Linked DNA regions of Sparus aurata: region 2 is linked to region 1. The links are chromatin contacts, called in public Hi-C maps. All regions are on one chromosome and are shown on one strand. The core of a region is the stretch at or near the end of the contact, and the rest is flanking DNA. Distances in the headings are between cores, read along the strand shown. Region 1 holds the start of LOC115596549. Region 2 holds the start of mkks (MKKS centrosomal shuttling protein).

Region 1 (5,009 bases), core at 1,826-4,325:
TATTCTTACATTTTCCAAACGTCACTTGTTCAGCGAGCAGATATCTTTTTTTATGCTATCATAACAAGCAAGACGAATGAGGCTGAGAATATGGCATCAGAGCGAGACCCCGGCTTTCTCAGGCAACACAACACTGTGATGTGTTAGTGATAGATGCTGGAATGTTTGCAGCCTGCGGTACTTCCAAGTTTTGTGCTTTTACTGATTGAAGCGTCAAGACCCCCTCCTTTACTGTTCAAAGAACAGTAGTCTTTTCAAATAGTTTACCCACCAAAAAAAAATCTGCCTAATTTCTTAAACACATGTTTTTCATTTCAGGGGCCTGTTTCTGAAAGGCTGGTTTGACATGGACGGGAGTTTAGATGGAGTCAGAATCAGATAAGACAGTGTAATTGGTTTATGTGTGTCAGCAGTGGAATCTTGTCTGGATCCTGCAGAGACAGTGGAGTACAAAGAGGGGGGCAGCGAGCTGGCACTCTCTTCATCACCTGGCTGGCCTGTGAGTCACTCTGTAGAGGATCATAAAGTCTGGTCTACGGCTAAGCACATCAAAACACAACTGTCTTGAATAGATGAGCCAAGTGAGAGAAGAGATGAGTCCTGGCTGAATTCGAAGACATGTTGGAGCACACTCCTCAGGCTGACCGCAGACACAACTGTGCCTGTTTGAAATCCTGAGAAAATCACTTCCAGTCTCCCACTGTGACTCCTTTTCACCATGCATGGGAGAAGGGACACAAAATGGAGAGCTGTCTGTCTGAGAACGCTAATGGAGGGTAGCAGCACACCCACCCTACCCAAGCCATGTTCGGTCTTCACACAGCCTGTGTCTTCCAGGAAAAGCCCAATCAAAACAAAGGACAGGACATTTTGGGCAGGCTCAGGGACACAGCCTGGCGTTTCCTTAAACGGTGAAATCAGCAGTAACTGAGAGATGGACATCATTCCTGGTCTGACTTGGCTCAGTCGGGACAAGTCAAAGCATGAGCGAGTTCCCTCACCGCTGACTGGTTAGCACAGGCAGACACACTGCACACACGCATGCAAACACAGACGCAAACTGAGCGATGCAGGTTTGGTGCGTGATAAAGTTTGACAAGCATTCACACACAGACACGCACAGGGTTAATGACAAAGCAAAGCCTTAGAGTTGAAACTTTTCAGCACATTTATGTAATGGATAGGCAAAAGTGATGCTTATCGTGTCCAGTATTATTGTCCTCCCCTGGTCTGAAAAGAAATTAAGCTCTTTGAGAGACGACCGAGGGAGGAGAGCAATGCTGAGTCACAGGAACCCAAAACCTGGGAACCGCCTGCCAAGCCACGCACTGGGAATACACACACAATGGCTAAAAAGGGATTCCGACAAAGGGGAACTTCTGCAACTCCCAAAGGAGGCGTTCGAGGTACTGTAGCCATGTCACATAATGACCGCAATTTCATCTGAATGGGGAAGCGAGATCAAAACGAAGAGGCAACACATGAGCTCAGCAGCTGGACGGAACGAACCATCATCTGGGGGTCATTTGGCTCTCACCTAGAGCTTGCGTAAATGGAAACAGGAGGACTTAAATACAGTTACTTTTGCAAATTTACCTCAAGGAAACTCACCCAGGTTGTGCTCAGTAAATGCCATGAGATTTATTCCAGTGTTGAAGATCCCTATGACAGATAGACACCGGGTCAAGACACTGGCTGAATTTTACGAAGACACTCCAACATTTTTGGACATTTTCAACTCAAAGATGTGTTTGCAGCCAAAGAGCACACATTTTGAGTTGTCATTGTAGGTTGGCACACGTGTTAACTCACAATAATTCAAATTGTCCCTTTTTTAATTTCTTCTCAAATCAAAATATCTTTCTACAAGAGTCACATACGCAACCAGTCAACAGGAAAGCTTTGGAGTTGTAAGCAGGTACGTATGACAAAGCTCAGCAAGCTGCTTGCAGATTTTTTGCTAAGCTAGGGTAAATATCACAGAGCTACCGAAAATAGTTCAGCACCAATCTTCTCATCTATCTCTTTGTAAGAAGGCAAACTTTTTTCCCATAATGTCAGTATGGCTTTAATGAATCAGCACTGGAGATGTTATTGCAGTTGGACTCACTTTTCTGAGAGCACTCAGGAAGAGGAGCCACCTGGTAGATGCTACGTAAGAACCTGGGTTTTGTTTTCTCTTTATCCCCCACTTCGGTTGGCATGGGCTCTTTATCTTCTCCCAACTGATCACTTTGGCCCTCCTCAGTTGCTGCACCATCAGCACTGACCTTACTCTCAGCCACTGTGAATTCCTCTGATGACTCCTCGGTCTCCACCCTCTCTGTCTTCTCTTTGTAACTATCCTCGTCGCCAGCAGCAAAGCTTCCGTCACTTCCAGATGTGTGCGCCACGCTCTCCTCTGAATTAATGTCAAAGAACTGATCGTCGTCGGCCACGTCAGAGGGAGTGGGTGGTATCAGATTAATGACAGGTTGTGTCAGGAGGCTTCCCGAAGCTGCCGTGCTATTGGTGCCACTCCCAAACAGTAACGTGTCTTCCTCCTCTTCTTCGTCATCTTCGACACTGGTACAAGTGGCAGCCATTTTGGCCTGGATAGGGAGGGAAGACAGGGGCTTCAGTCGTTTCTTCTTCAGGGCCCTGGTGCAGGCACACACGGAGCTGGCTGAGCAGGCCATGCTGGTCCCCGGGGTCAGGAGGTCCTCCTCGAACAGGCTGAAGCTGCTGTTAACTATGCCCAGATCCTCCACTGTAATCTGGATAGCCTGCATCTCACCTGATCCCCGCTGATCCAAGTGTGGATCCTGAGGGCCACTATTAATCTTCCTTTCCTGTCCCTGCAGAGAATCCTTCTCCTCCCCTCGCAAACATGAGCAGCAGAACAGCCCCCGTGAAAGACTCTGGGTGCCCTTTCTCCAACGAGGCCGCTGTCTTCCCGCATCTGCGCTTGCCATAGTAGCGGCTGCCGGACCTTACACTGGCTATACTGCGAAACACACCATTTTTCAGATAATCCTCCACAGACAGAAGATAACAACTATCCACATCTCTGAGATATAACACTACCCTGTGAGAGACGCCACAGCATCTGCACACAACACAAACACTCATCTGCAACATGTGTTGCTTAGGAGAGAAATAAATGGGCCAATTCATGCTCTTCAGGTCAGGTGAATACTTGAAATGAATGTAGCGCTTTGATATGTAAAGCAGCGTCATTGTAGATACAGCTGTCTTTTAAAAAGGCTCCTAGTAAGACAGCAGTATCCTACCATAATAAAATCTTTGCACAGGCTATATATAATGTAGATAATACCAAAAAATATACACCCTACTATACTTCATTAGATTCACCTGGTTTACATTTCATCAATGCACATATCTCAGTGCATTTAGGCATGTACACATGGTCAAGATGATTTGTTTCACAATTGGAGAGAAAGTTGATTTAAGTGAATCTGAACATGGCACGCATGCGGCTGGCTGACTGGCTAGTTGGAGTGTTTTTCATAACCTGTTGATCTACCGGGATTTTCACATCCATCTCCAGGGTAACCATCTATTGAGCTGATAGAAAGGCAACAAATAACCACATCTTTCAACAAGGAAGCGTCTCTGAACACGCAACATGTCAAACATTGAAGCAGAATTACACGCTGGGTGCCACTCCTGTCAGCTAAGAGCAGGAAACCAAGGCTACAATTGGCACGGGCTCACCAAAATTGGACAGTGGAAGATTTGAAAAACATTTTCTTGTCGAATGAGCCTCGATCTCTGCCGGGACATTCAAATCACAGGGTCAGAATACGGGTATTCAGGCTGGTTGTGGTGGGGGGGATATTGTCTTGGCATACTTTTGGCCCCTTAGTACCTATTTAGCATTGTTTAAACGCCACAGTGTATTAAGTATTGTTGCTAACTATGTCTGTTCCTTTTCATCCAGGGTCCAGTCAATCTTCTAATGGCTACTTTCAGCAGGATAACGTGCCATGTCCCAAAACTCAGATAATCTAAAACTGATTTCTGGAACATGAAAATGAGTTCACTGTACTCAAATGGCTTCAACATGAACCCAGTCTCACTGCATCTGGGACGTGGCAAATCAAGAGATTCACGACGTGGATGCGCAGCGACTGCGTGATGCTCGTCATGTCAATATGGACCAGCACCTTGTTAAATCCATGACACAAAGGATTAAGGCAGATCCAAAGGCACAAGGTACGCAAAATGTGGACCTAAAAAAGATAAAATCAGTCATGCATTTCTATGAATTAACAGCGTTTGCGTGTGAGGTTTAGTGCACGTCCTCGCATGAGCGTGCATGTGATTGCATTAGTACAACTCAGTGTTCAATTTCTCTGCGGGTCATCTGTCGGAGGCTTTCGGGCGAGTTTGGAAACAGGTGAGAATATGGGCTGGCGGATGCTTGGCTCATACAACCCCTATGGCATCAGATGACATTTCCTTCATTCCACAGGCCCAGTCCTGTCCTCTGCTACATGATAAGTCGTCCAGCTTCAGCTTAAAACCATTTTACCACACCACCCACATCGAGGGCTTGCATGAAAAGATGATATCCGTGGTTTCTCACGCCCATGGAGCGACAGTAGAATGATGGGAGTAATCACTCCTCCGGCAGAATCCACCTCTCACCTTGCAGTGTCTGTTTGCAGTGAAAGTAAGCTGCTACTGTTTGTGTCTTTAACTCTGCCATAACTTTTCCCAGTTTCTTCCATTTGCTACCCTCATCAGCATTTGTTTCTCTCCTATAAGACATTCATCTCCTCTGTTTACAGGCCGGTTTTCCAAGAGCCAGGATGTTTACCTGCTACTGTTTATTGAATCCAGATTAACTTCCTAGGGCTTTAAAGTTATTTTCATATCTTTCTTCAGGCATTAAAAGTAAGTGCCAATGCGTTGTATCACCCACATTCATATGGAAAACTCGGCTCTATGTTTAAATTAAAATCTACCACAAAGGTTGCCTTAATTGGGGTTTTAACAACGCT
Region 2 (5,009 bases), core at 1,413-3,912, 140 kb after region 1:
ATCTGGTTAAGCATGGTAGAGGCTGTGTGCATTTTCTCAGGCAGAGTAACACAACAGTATCATTATGTGCCCAGTGGGAAGGAACCTTCCGTGAACCTCCAGGGTTTTACTCTCCCACAACCAACTGAGGGGGGTGGTGGTGGGGTGGCCTGTATGCAGGCATGCATATGAAACAAATAAAGGGAGCCAATGCAATATCTGGTCAACTAGGCACACATGGCATTACGGAGGATGTGAGAGATCAGTGCAAATGTCTGCGGCCCTCGTCCAAAAACTCTCAATAAATGAAACATCAACAAAAGAGAAAGCAGTGGCTTTTCCTGCACTTAACAAAAACATCTGATGCGCATTATTCCTGACAGAGCATCAGACCGAGGATGAACCAGCTTGGCTTTTTAATAGAATGAGTTTTCTCTGCTCTGTATGGCCGTGCCGATTAACAAAAGGCTCTCGGGGAGGCAGTCAGATGAGATTTGCAAAAGGTGACCAGAAACTCTGAATAAAGTGTTCTGAGGGATGAATAATAACATCAGAATGTGGAGGCAGTCGAAACGTGTACCTGTACTTCCCCCTAGTGGTCAAAGAATTTGCTACTGAGAAGGACAAAACTGTGAGCAAAGATGTTTTAAAACAAAAAAATGAATAAAGTACATTTTGAGAAGAAAGTGCACAGTACATTCCGCCATTGCATATTTTACACTTCTGAACAACAGCTTTACAGTGGTTTGGTATAGACCATAATAACTCTAGCCACTTGAGCCACTTGACTGTCTGTCGCAGTTCTACTGTTTGGCAATAACACAAACATAGTTGTTTATCATGAACACTGACAAAAGCTGAGATGCTTTAATCAAATGCAGATTCATCGTCTTCTTTAGTATCTAGTGTGCATTTTGTGTGGGGAAACATTTTGTTTAAAGTAATTATGAGGCTTTGTGGTCAGTGAAAAGCACCCAAAAGCTATTTTGCTTGAAAACAATAGATTTTACAGCACATGCCATATGTACATGTTCAAAAGATACAAAAGAATGTATTTGTGAAGATGCCTGAATGAACATCTTTTAATTTCGGTAACATTCTTGCGTAATTAGACCATCTTGCTTTGTTACACATTTTTATGGCAACATACTAACTTTGCAAAAAAAAAAAAAGGGGGGTTATAAACCCTTGGCTTAACCGGTTTATACAATAGAGCATAGGTACAGAATTGAATTAGGTTTGCTGAGGAAGGTTCCCAGTAAACATAATTAAAAAATCTAAACTTTGCATATTCCAAAACTCTTTGAAATCTTAAATGTGGAGTTAGGCACGGATAAAGCGGAAGAAGATGGATGGATGAATGGATGGAGTTAGACACAACACTTAGTATCATATTTTTTTATGTTATTGTCTATACGTATGTTCATCCCAGGCCTTATTCGATAGTAGGCTCACAAAACTACTGTTAAGCCTATTTATCCCCATGGGGGAAATTGCTTGAATTACAGATGCTCCCTCTGGAATAGAAAATATCACGCTGTAGATATAAACAAGATTGGAGCTGTTGCACATTTTGGTATAACACGACATTATTGAATATAACACTATAATACCATATAACTCAGTATATTTCTTTAATACAACACTGCAGTAGGCTCTGTATACTAATTCATTTTCACTTACCTTAATAACAAATTTAAGAGGAGCCATTTCAGTGAACACTGCAGTCAGCTTGTTTCACCTGGAAGAAGTGTACAATCAGGGATTACACATAGTGGCCTGAAACATGCACTTTCCAGCAACTTTGTATGTTGATACTTGTTAGATAATGTTGAATAAGTGACAGAGCTTTTGAATGGCATGTTCTACTCAAAATAATGTAAATCCTCACGTCAACCGACATGGATGGTAAACCACTCTAACCTAGCTAACAAAGATTGGTTAAATTTTGCGTTAACGTCATATCCATAGAGCTCGTTTTAATATATTCAGACTGTGTAAACCAACTTAGACTAAATAAATATGGCCAGTTCAAATGCAGGTAGTCTCCAGCTAAAGCATTTTCGTCGTAATATCTAATTAGAGTTTATCGAGCGTGTTAAGTTACTCATTCTGTTAACTTCTCGGTTCGTTTAATGAGAACAGCTGGGCTCACAAGACGAAAGGCCAGTTCTAAGAAACAACATGGTGGCTCTAACGTTTAGCCATTGTTATCACATTACACGTTAATAACACTGCAGCAGTTTTAAATTAACATTCGGTCGATATTACGCTGGGTAAGAACCTTAAAATTGACAACAAATTTCATACCGCCAACAGTTTTCAAAAGGAGGCTGCAAGAGATGACGTCACTTGGTTTGTAGTCCGAAAACGGCAAAAGCTTTCAGTGGATGACTCTTGCCAAAAACAACACATCGCGGAAATACTGAGCAAGGTAAAAAAAAAAATAAAAAAAAAAATAGTGCCCATCTCTGTTTTTCAGCGGGGTAGTAGCGTTATTAAGTAATGAATTAATATATGTCGCTACGGTAACAATTTCTAAAAACGTCCAAAAGTATGCGACTGTTAATCGAATAGGACCCAACAAGGACCCAACGCAGTGATCGCTGCCATGGAAACGACTTGCATATTGGAGAAGCCTGCATCAACCTCGTCGTTAAATGTTATCGACATGTCTAAATATGATCTTTAATCGGATAATAGCGAGTATGACATTCAATCAACATTATCGTGTTTGTTTTAATGTACTATGGTTAAAGTTGTATCAAGTCTTTTGTTTATTTTCTGGTCAGGCACTGCTGTAAGTGTCACTACCCGAGTCGTGGCAAGCAAAGGCGCTTAACATGGAAGCAGGAAGGTGGCGTTTTCTATCAAACAACTAAAACAGCTTAAAGGACACTATAGTCGCTTATAAGTCGTCTCTTTTTCGTCATTTAGAGAGTAAACTCACTTCTGAAAGTTATGCCAAGCAACTCCTGTAACGTTTTTCTGTTGACAATGACCTTCCAGTGAATCTGCTGTGCCAGTGCTGTCAGAAAGTGTTGCTTCAATGATGTCTCGGCTCGCCAAGAAATCTCCATCTCTTTGTACGGACCAACCACTGGACAACACTGATATTTGTAACAAGCTTTATTTGCTTCGTCATCTCCTGACGTCTTGCTTTGGCCCGAGAGGAAGACTAAAACAGGTCCACAACAACATTGGAGGGCGCGTTGTAACTACCTCAACCTCCTCAGTTCTCCTGTCTGCTGTTTCCTCCTCACAGCCTTTCATCAATCTGATCAAAATCTCCATTCTCAACCACGTCTCTCGTTTCAGTGACTGTGGTTTGTTTGCTGCTATTCTCTGTTTGTCTATCATTGAGCGAGCAAAGCAGTCTGGTCTCAGGGGGAGTGTGGTTATCAAAGTGAACAAGTACTTGCTGGATTTGTGTACGTGTTACCTACAGCAAGAGGACTGTGGTGTTAGAGTGAAGCTGGATTTCTGCAGCAGCCAGAACTTGATCAAATTAGCTCGCAGTAGCATCTCCAGCAAACCAGCGTGTGTGCTAACAGAGCAGGAGACACTTCACATCAGCAGGTTGGCTGTCCAGGCTTTTTTGCTGACAGTTCCCTGTAACAGCCCAGGAACTACTGTCACACTTGGCAAAACAGTGATTGTCTCTGTTGAAGGTCACTCAGTGCTGAGCTCTTCAGTGTTTCCAGGTCTACTGGTGGACATGCCTGATGTCTTTCACCTCAACAACATGGAGTACCTGCATTCAAATCCACTGCGCATGGTGTTGTTTAGTGCATCTCTTGCTGGTGATCTTTCTGAACTAGGAGACGGGAGAATTGAGATGCACCCAGGTGTAGATACAGATTCACAGATCTTAGATCAGCTCCTGGAGCTCGGCAAACAAGTGGTTAAAGATGAGGTGAAGCTCTTTGTATGCCAGAAGGTGATCCACCCCGTTTTACAGCAGTACCTGAGGAGTCGTGGTATCATAGTGATAGAGCGACTGGGAATCACTCTCATGGAGCCACTTACTCAGCTGACAGGTAGGCCTGTACAAGTTTTTAAATCCTGGGTAGACCAATTTGACACATTAAGGTGTGTTTACAGGTGTTGAGGAGTGCTACTGCACAAAAGTAGCCTAAAACCTTTTTTGTCTATAAAGGAACCTGCATGTAATCTAATATATTTCCTCCAGTGATGTCACTCAGTGGCTCAGTTGCATTGTGGGTAATGTAGGGAAACGCCTGTGTCTGAAAGTCTGTTGGACTCATTTTTGACAGTTTAAAAACAAAAGCTCAAAATTGTCACAGCAGAACCAGAGGTATTGCCTTGATTACATGCATTCTTCTTTCTTTTCAAAACACGGAGCCTACATTACCCACCATGCAACTTAGACATTGGGTGACATCACTGAGACCTTTTTTTATTGGATTACATGCTGCTTTCTCTGGAGCCAAAAGGCTTTATACTATTTTTTTCCACAAATGCAGTAATACTCTCAAAGACCTGTCAACACACTTTGATGTGTAAATTGGTGGAGTTACCCTTTAATAATTTATGCAGGAGAATTGGGTATTCCTGGGGACATAATACTGGAATGTGTGTAAATGTGATCTTTGTAATTTTTGCATTCTTTCAGATGTGAAATCATGAAAGTACTTATGTACAGTGTACTGTCCCATTTTGCATATCTTTAATTTCTGTTCACTTAACAAACAGGTGCCCAGCCTGTGGCCACACTACACACCACAATCCCACCCCAGGCCTATGGTAAGGTAAGGGATCTCACTATCAGGCAGTTTGGATCCAAGACAATGCTGCATTTACAGCCTCCTGGGGAGTCGGCGATCTGTACGATGATCCTCTCTCACAGGAACGAGACAATGTTAAGTGAGCTGAAGGTAAGAGGAAGTGAGGTGTGTGTTGAGACCGTACTTTTGGTTCCTGGAGTTTTACTTCTTTCTGTAAATATGATTAATAATAAATGGCTCCATAAAACTCGACTGGTAGAGTGTTTCACAAGCAAAGCCGGT

Evidence for each region. Hi-C and Micro-C count contacts between places; a contact is called where the count stands out from the background.
Region 2: a contact with region 1 is called in a Hi-C map of skeletal muscle, with 4 times the contacts expected there. The contact joins the promoter of mkks here to the promoter of LOC115596549 in region 1. A contact is called at or near these places in 2 of 2 Hi-C or Micro-C datasets (skeletal muscle and an unstated tissue).

What each region holds. Positions count from the first base shown.
Region 1 is chr15:12,971,537-12,976,545 of fSpaAur1.1, forward strand. LOC115596549 reads right to left here and starts at 3,076. Exons shown (of 16, transcript XM_030441738.1): 1 at 2,111-3,076; 2 at 1,612-1,662. The coding sequence starts at 2,954.
Region 2 is chr15:13,112,763-13,117,771 of fSpaAur1.1, forward strand. It overlaps mkks (MKKS centrosomal shuttling protein), which reads left to right and starts at 2,663. Exons shown (of 4, transcript XM_030442276.1): 1 at 2,663-4,019; 2 at 4,696-4,877. The coding sequence starts at 3,029. slx4ip (SLX4 interacting protein) reads right to left here and starts at 2,528. Exons shown (of 7, transcript XM_030442281.1): 1 at 2,290-2,528; 2 at 1,663-1,720. The coding sequence starts at 1,689.